Linked DNA regions of Zea mays: region 2 is linked to region 1. The links are chromatin contacts, called in public Hi-C maps. All regions are on one chromosome and are shown on one strand. Each heading gives the region's core, a stretch centred on a gene start, on an enhancer-like site or on the middle of the called end of the contact. The rest is flanking DNA. Distances are from core to core; before and after follow the strand shown. Region 1 has its middle 21 kb from the start of LOC103638685. Region 2 holds the start of LOC100279815 (phospholipase D family protein).

The links. A called contact is a pair of places that touch in the nucleus more often than the background predicts.
Region 2: a Hi-C map of leaf shows a contact between it and region 1, with 9 times the contacts expected there. The contact joins the promoter of LOC100279815 here to the enhancer-like site in region 1. A contact is called at or near these places in 2 of 25 Hi-C or Micro-C datasets (endosperm and leaf).

Annotation. Positions count from the first base shown.
Region 1 is chr9:94,803,440-94,807,021 of Zm-B73-REFERENCE-NAM-5.0, forward strand. No RefSeq gene overlaps it. Among protein-coding and RNA genes, the nearest start is that of LOC103638685, 21 kb to the right of the region's middle. Within about 2 kb of position 1,837, at least 18 of the 20 cell types and tissues checked have an H3K27ac peak or open chromatin away from gene starts, as enhancers often do. A contact at or near this core is called in endosperm and leaf, where this site is marked.
Region 2 is chr9:95,036,805-95,040,386 of Zm-B73-REFERENCE-NAM-5.0, forward strand. It overlaps LOC100279815 (phospholipase D family protein), which reads left to right and starts at 2,004. Exons shown (of 3, transcript NM_001152770.1): 1 at 2,004-2,172; 2 at 2,304-3,582. The coding sequence starts at 2,065.

The DNA.
Region 1 (3,582 bases), core at 587-3,086:
GTTTATGTACTACTCTATCATTTTTATGTAACATTATAATAGGACTTTGTTAGGTAGGCCTTCCACTTCTTCTCGTGGCTGCTTGCAAGGAGCCCTACCAAACATGAAAAAGGACTCCTTACAGGAAGTTTAGAGGAGCCTAGGCCGGAGTCGCTAAAATATGGTTTCTCCTACCTTATACACACAAAACTAACATAAATTATAACAAAACTACCATTAGAGTCATTTTAGGAGTCGGAACTCTGCCTGACAAGATCTAAATAAGTAAGAGATTGGCACTAAGACCACCTTTAGAACCGACACCAAGAGATGCTAATATATATAAGTGAAATGTGTTATTACCAGGTCCGTACCTATGTTTTTGTGGCCCTGACGCGGAACATATATTTAGTCTCTATACAAGAAAAATATAAATAACCAAACTATCAAAGTATGGTCATTAATTAACATATAACTATATATTTTCTTGTTGTATAAGAAATTAGGAACTATAGGCATTCATACACGATTATTTCGCTTATTCAAAAATTGAACCAAGTATTCATTTTTTTAGCATATAGTAGACCATAGCATAATATACGCAAGAGTTGGAGCCCTAAAACTTTGGAGGCCCTGTGTGATCAGTCCATATGCGCTGGGCGATGCACGGGGCTGGCTATTACTAAATTAAACTGAAAAAATGATGTTCTTCTCCTCGCCAAACTCATTGATTAAAATCAACTAGTCATATGCACATGCATTGCTACGGTTTATATATATAACATAGGATAAATTTGTTTTAATAAAGCACAAAATATATGTTTTTATTGATTAGGTATGTGTGAATGTGGAGCCAGCAACCAAGGTTCAAACACTCACTTATACATAATTTTAACTTATTTTTTACATAAACTCTTCTATTATAGTAGTAGAGAAGAGATTATAGGAGTGCATGTTGATTCTAAAAATGTATGGTTTTTTTAAAAAAATATTAACATGGGACGACTGTTGAAACCGATGCTTTAATATAGTAAAGATGTGACATTAAATTAAGAAACCAGTCTTTTTTTGTTGCAAAGATTAATGTCAATGTTGTACTCCCCCTATACATTTTTCTTCTACGTATATGTTCTCGGCACAGTGACCAAGTTAGGAGGAAACTTGCTTCGTTTTTTTATGTTAAATGGGATGTCACAATTGTTGGGCCCATGCCTGCATGTAGCTAGCAACTGACTGTAAACAACTCAACGGTCAAGCAGCTGGAATGTCTGCACGCAGTACTCCGCACACAGAGACAGTAGTGAAAAGACCACCTACGATTCCCAATGCGGTTGGCGACAAAGAAAACTCGAAATGTGTTTTTCTCGTGGATACTTTCATATTTAACTCAATCCACGTATACTAAAATAGACTAAATTATAACTTAAACTAATTTACAATACAATCTATCTCAATATACATTGATTAAGGTGAATACAAGAGTATTCAAACAAGTCCTGAAGAAAAATGGAGGAATGGGAGTAATTTAATTTCCTCCAACCTATTGTGCAATCTCTAACGGGCGACAGAAGTTATATTCAATGTGTCACCAAATACATAATCCACCAATGGGGTAAAGCGGCGACTTGGCATTGTTGGACGCCAAAGCAAGTTTTTTTAAAAAAAAACAAACAAAAAGAAGGTGTACATGGAAGAGCACAGATGACGGGGCGCAGAGGATCCGAGCAAAACTCCAATATTCTACATGTAGCCTCTTTTAAGAAAGTACGGGCATGACCAGAGCACGCTGGGGGCAGTGGAAGATTCGGCGCATAATCCGTTCCGGAAGGGGAATATCCAATGGGATATGTCAAGATCCTCTGCGCGTCCCTGTCCCAGCCTTCAAAGCCTCGGTCCTTCTCTGTCAGTTTCTCTCTAGTCTCCAGTACCAACCATTCAACGCAACTCCCCGCGCCGTTGTTTCGAAATGGCAGCACACGGCTGCCCAGCCACCGTATCAGAGGCCTTGGGGGCTTCACCTCAGTTTACTCCGTGTGCTGGGCATTCTTGCTTGCCGAAATACAGTGGTTCTTCTTGAGCTGGAGTTGATAATGTAGTAGCTCTCGTTCTTCCGAGTTCTCGTACGTGTGGCACACTCCACGTGGTAGTGAGTGTCTCTATCATTATCTTAAGGATTAAAAAATCTGTTCGGTAGCCGCCCGCCTAGATTTATTGAGGAAGAGGCCAAATCTGAAATAGATCAAAAAAAAAACCCAAGTGGCCACTTGTACTAACGGTCAAGTCAGGTGACATTGGTGAGTAGTAGCCAGAAAAGTATGAGATCCATAGCGCGGTCCACCTAAGTCGACAATAAAACATATCTGTTTGATGTTGACATCGACAAAGATGTACATGCTAATTCGTTAAGCTTTAGGTCCAGGTGGACGACCATTATATGGGGTCGTAGTGCTTTTACTTGTTATAATTGACCATAGGTGGTACGGACATGTTATTTAGACGTGTTTTTAGGTTTTATATTTTAGAGCATATATAGCTACAGTCATATAAATAGTTGTGATGATCGTATTAATGTTTATAGAAATTTGATAGGATAACGGGGTGGAGGTCTTTTTTTTCTCCTTAGCTAGCCGTGGTTGTCTTAACCTCTTGTACTTTTCTTTCTTAACTACACTGTGTTGTGCTCTATCTCTATTCGGAAATCATGGTTTTGACCCGGATCGCCTACATGGTTACGCCTTTTTAATTTGTTGTTGTAAGAGATAAGTATGTGCCGTTTCGTTCATCAATACTAATGCGGCAAAACCGATAAACAATTGCAATGACGATGCACAGAGAATTATAGCTTTCCCATTTTCACCGCGGAAGAGGATTTAGGAGAGACAAATCCTCATCTGCTTACATATTTCTAGGTCGAATATTCTTCTTCGAATTCGAGATAATTGGATATTTGTCATTAGATTGAAATTGTTTCGTCAAATTACCATCCAGTTGATATTTCATAGACTCAGATGAACTCATAATTTATAGGCACATTGGCAACTATAACAACAAAGCAACGTTCTAAGTGTGGTAAGATACCAATTATTCCTTTTAGGAAGCGGATACCACATCATATATATATACAATATATGCACATATAGCTTACAGAAAACGTGCACACATCACCATGGATGGAGCCACCGAAGTCAAGAAAGGGGACCCAGATGTTAGCAGGAAGACTTGCCGATCTGAATCGATTTATCTCAAGATTAGCATAACGAAGCTTACCATTCTTCGAAGTGCTAAAGTCAGCAAAAGTATTTCATTGGGGACCAGCGCAGCAGCAAGCCTTCGAAGAGTTGAAGCAATAGTTGATCCAGCTAACAACTCTTTCCCTGCCATCGCCAGGGGCTCCTCTTCTACTATATGTGTCAGCTTCGCATTGCACTGTAAGTGCCACCTTGGTCTAGGAAAAAGAGGTAGAAGGGGTGAAAAAACAAATGACAGTATACTTCGTCTCCGAAGTGTTGGACCCATCAAAAAAATTACAGAAATGGAAAAGGTCCTCTATGCAATCCTAATGGTCTCTAGAAAGCTTCGGTATTACTTACAATCCCACAATAT
Region 2 (3,582 bases), core at 754-3,253, 230 kb after region 1:
GTTCCTGGATTGGGGTTGACCGACGAGGACGTCAGTCTTCTAAGGGGGTGGATTGTCATATCTTGGCCCCTGGGATGGTGATTTCCTAGCCCAAGGCTTAATAGAATTAATAGTGTAATCATACCAACAAGGTGCATCTTCTTTTTCAGAAGCCTGTCTCGAAAGAACCTCCAAGTTAAGCGTGCTTGGCTTGGAGCAATTTGGGATGGGTGACCGACCGGGAAGTTTTCTCGGGTGCGCATGAGTGAGGACAAAGTGCGCACAAAAGACTTGTGTTGGTCTGTGGGGACAATATATGATCGTAGAGAGCTGCCAGGAGTAAGTACCGTCGGTCCAGGGATTGGACGGGGTGTTACATGCACCGTTTTGAGTGTGTCCCAAATCTCCTTGACACTTTCTAACCCGTTCACCTTGTTGTAGTCCTCCCTACACAAATAAGCAAGAAGTATTGTGGTGGCTTGCGAGTTGTAGTGGATGATTTGCTCCGCTTCCAATCCCTAAGCAAGAGTGCTAAGATTTGATCTGTATCGAAGTCAGTATCTGATCTGTATTTTTATCTATATACTAAAAATTGGATATTTAGGATGTCGATATCCATTTAAATCTCTTGATAAATTTACTTAGGGAAAGCCCATACAATATTTTTTATTAGATAAAAGGGTAGATTATGTACATCTTCTTGCGAAGGTTACATCAACGAATTTACATGTGGGGGGGGGGGGGTTCTGCATTGTTTTGTAGCTAGGTCCTGGTAGAGGCCGCTACATAACATAGTAGTGTCATCTCCTCATTAACCATGTTTCTACGGTTTGGTACATTATGTGGAATGTTTTCGAACATCCAACATTTCTACACTTCTAGATGCACCATGACATTACTACAATGATTTCTAGGCTCCAAGAGATATTTAGGCCTTGTTCGGTTAATCCTGTTACCCATGGATTGGATGAGATTGAGAAAATTTAAGAAGAAGTTTGACTTGTTTGAGATTTAAACTCATCCAATCTCACTCAATCCAAATGGATTGAGAGCTAACCGAACAAGCCCTTAGTTGGCTACGCATGTCAGTGATTGTTGCATTATATCAAAGGTGTGTTGTGGAAATATATATCTATTGTCATATCTATTTAAATCTTATCTGATATAATTTGATAATATTCGTATCTGATTCAAATTCGGAGAGGAAATATGGAATCAAATATGAAACAAATAATATGTGTGTGTATCAATCCCATTACATCCCAAATTCTTTCCGTCGTCTGTAACCAAAGTCAAAATACAGTAGGCATTAGTGAAAAGAGCTGACACGCTGCGGTCCACGTGTCTACAGCCCAATAAAAGCCCAAATAAAAAGATGGTCCAGTAGGTTAGATCCAAATATAATTTTTGAAGAAAGAAAAACAAAAGCCCAAGATTGTCGTTGGTGCCATTTGGGCCCGCGGGGTCATTTCTGTTGCCTGTTGTTGTGGCCGACGATTCGAGTTCATCGTCTTTGCACTGCACGATCTTTTGTCTGCTTCTTTGCTCTGATTTTGAATCTAACTTCTTCCCAGATCTCGTATGGCTGCCTGTGTCTGCGACTTCATGTGATCATTTCGAATGGCCTCCCCCATCGACAGTGCGATGGATAGTGTGAGCATCTTTGGACTTCGATGACCAGACGCTGACGCACTGACAGAGTCACAGTTCATTGCGCACTGGACTCTCCCAGATCTGCTCTGATTCCTCATCAGTCTCAGGGCTTCAGCCAATCGTCTGCTAATTAATTTCCTTCCTGTTGGCATGTTCCATCCCGAATTAATCCCCACTTAATTTCTCCGCACATTCTCTAACTCTGAATCATTTCCAAATCAGCCAGTCTTAATTTCTTGCTACGCTTGGTGATTTTTTTTTTTTTGTTGGCATCACGCGCATCCACTTTGACGAAAGCTGGTAGAGTGACAGGTCTCTGTCTCTCACCTATTGGCACATCGTTTCCTCCGTTCTGGAACTGGAAGTTGGAAGGTGAAGTTATCTTGGACAACAGCAGCACAAGCGAGCTGTGGAGGAGGTGGAGGTGCAGCCATGGCGCACCTGCTGCTGCACGGCACTCTGGATGCGACCATCCTGGAGGCCGACCACCTCACCAACCCCACCCGGGCCACCGGCGGCGCCCCCGGGATCTTCCGCAAGGTAAATCAGTCCAAGATCGACCCATATCTTTTCTTCATCGCAAATGCTAGCAGTAGCTTCCATGCTTTGCTTCGTCCCGATTCAAGATTCTTGTACTTACTTCGTCTGATTCGTTCGCGCCGCGCCTGCAGTTCGTGGAGGGGTTCGAGGACTCACTCGGGCTCGGCCAGGGCTCCACGCGGCTGTACGCGACGGTGGACCTCGGCCGTGCGCGCGTGGGCCGGACGCGGGTCATCACCGGCGACCCCGTGAACCCGCGCTGGTACGAGGTGTTCCACATCTACTGCGCCCACTTCGCCTCCGACGTCGTGTTCTCCGTCAAGGCCGCGCAGCCCATCGGCGCCACGCTCATCGGCCGCGCCTACCTCCCCGTCCGGGACCTCATCGCTGGCCAGGAGATCGAGCGGTCGCTCGACATCCTCGACGCCAGCAAGAAGCGGCTCCCGCACGGGCCCAAGATACGCGTGCGCCTGCGGTTCCAGGACGTGTCCGCCGACCCCCGCGGGTGGGGCCGGGGCGTCGGCGGCGCGCGGTACCCTGGCGTGCCGTACACCTTCTTCTCGCAGCGGCCCGGGTGCAGGGTCACGCTATACCAGGACGCGCACACGCCCGACGCGTTCGCGCCCAGGATCCCGCTCGCCGGAGGCCGCCTCTACCAGCCGGGCAGGTGCTGGGAGGACGTGTTCGACGCCATCAGCAACGCGCGCCACCTCATCTACATCACCGGATGGTCGGTGTACACTGAGATCACGCTGTTGAGGGACGGCAGCCGGCCGCGCCCCGGCGGCGAAGCCACTCTCGGCGAGCTCCTGAAGCGCAAGGCGAGCGAAGGAGTGCGGGTGCTCATGCTGGTGTGGGACGACCGCACCTCCGTCGAGTCCCTCGGGATGAAATGGGGGTTCATGAGCACGCACGACGCCGAGACGGCGGAGTACTTCCGCGGCAGCGGCGTGCACTGCGTGCTCTGCCCCCGCAACCCCGACGCCGGCAGCAGCGCCGTCATGGGCGCGCAGATCGCCTACATGATCACGCACCACCAGAAGATCGTCGTGGTCGACCACGAAATGCCGGCGAAGCGCAGCGACCGCCGCCGCATCCTCAGCTTCGTCGGCGGCCTTGACCTCTGCGACGGCCGCTACGACACGCAGTTCCACTCCCTGTTCCGGACTCTGGATACAGCGCACCACAAGGATTTCCACCAGCCCAACCTCGCCGGTGCGTCCATTGACAACGGCGGGCCGAGGGAGCCATGGCACGACATCCACTCCAAGATCGAAGGCCCAGCCGCATGGGACGTGCTCTACAACTTCGAACAGCGGTGGAGGAAGCAAGGGGGCGGCATTGATCTCCTCGTCAACCTCAAAGCTATGGCGGACCTGATCATACCGCCGTCGCCAGTGATGTTCCCGG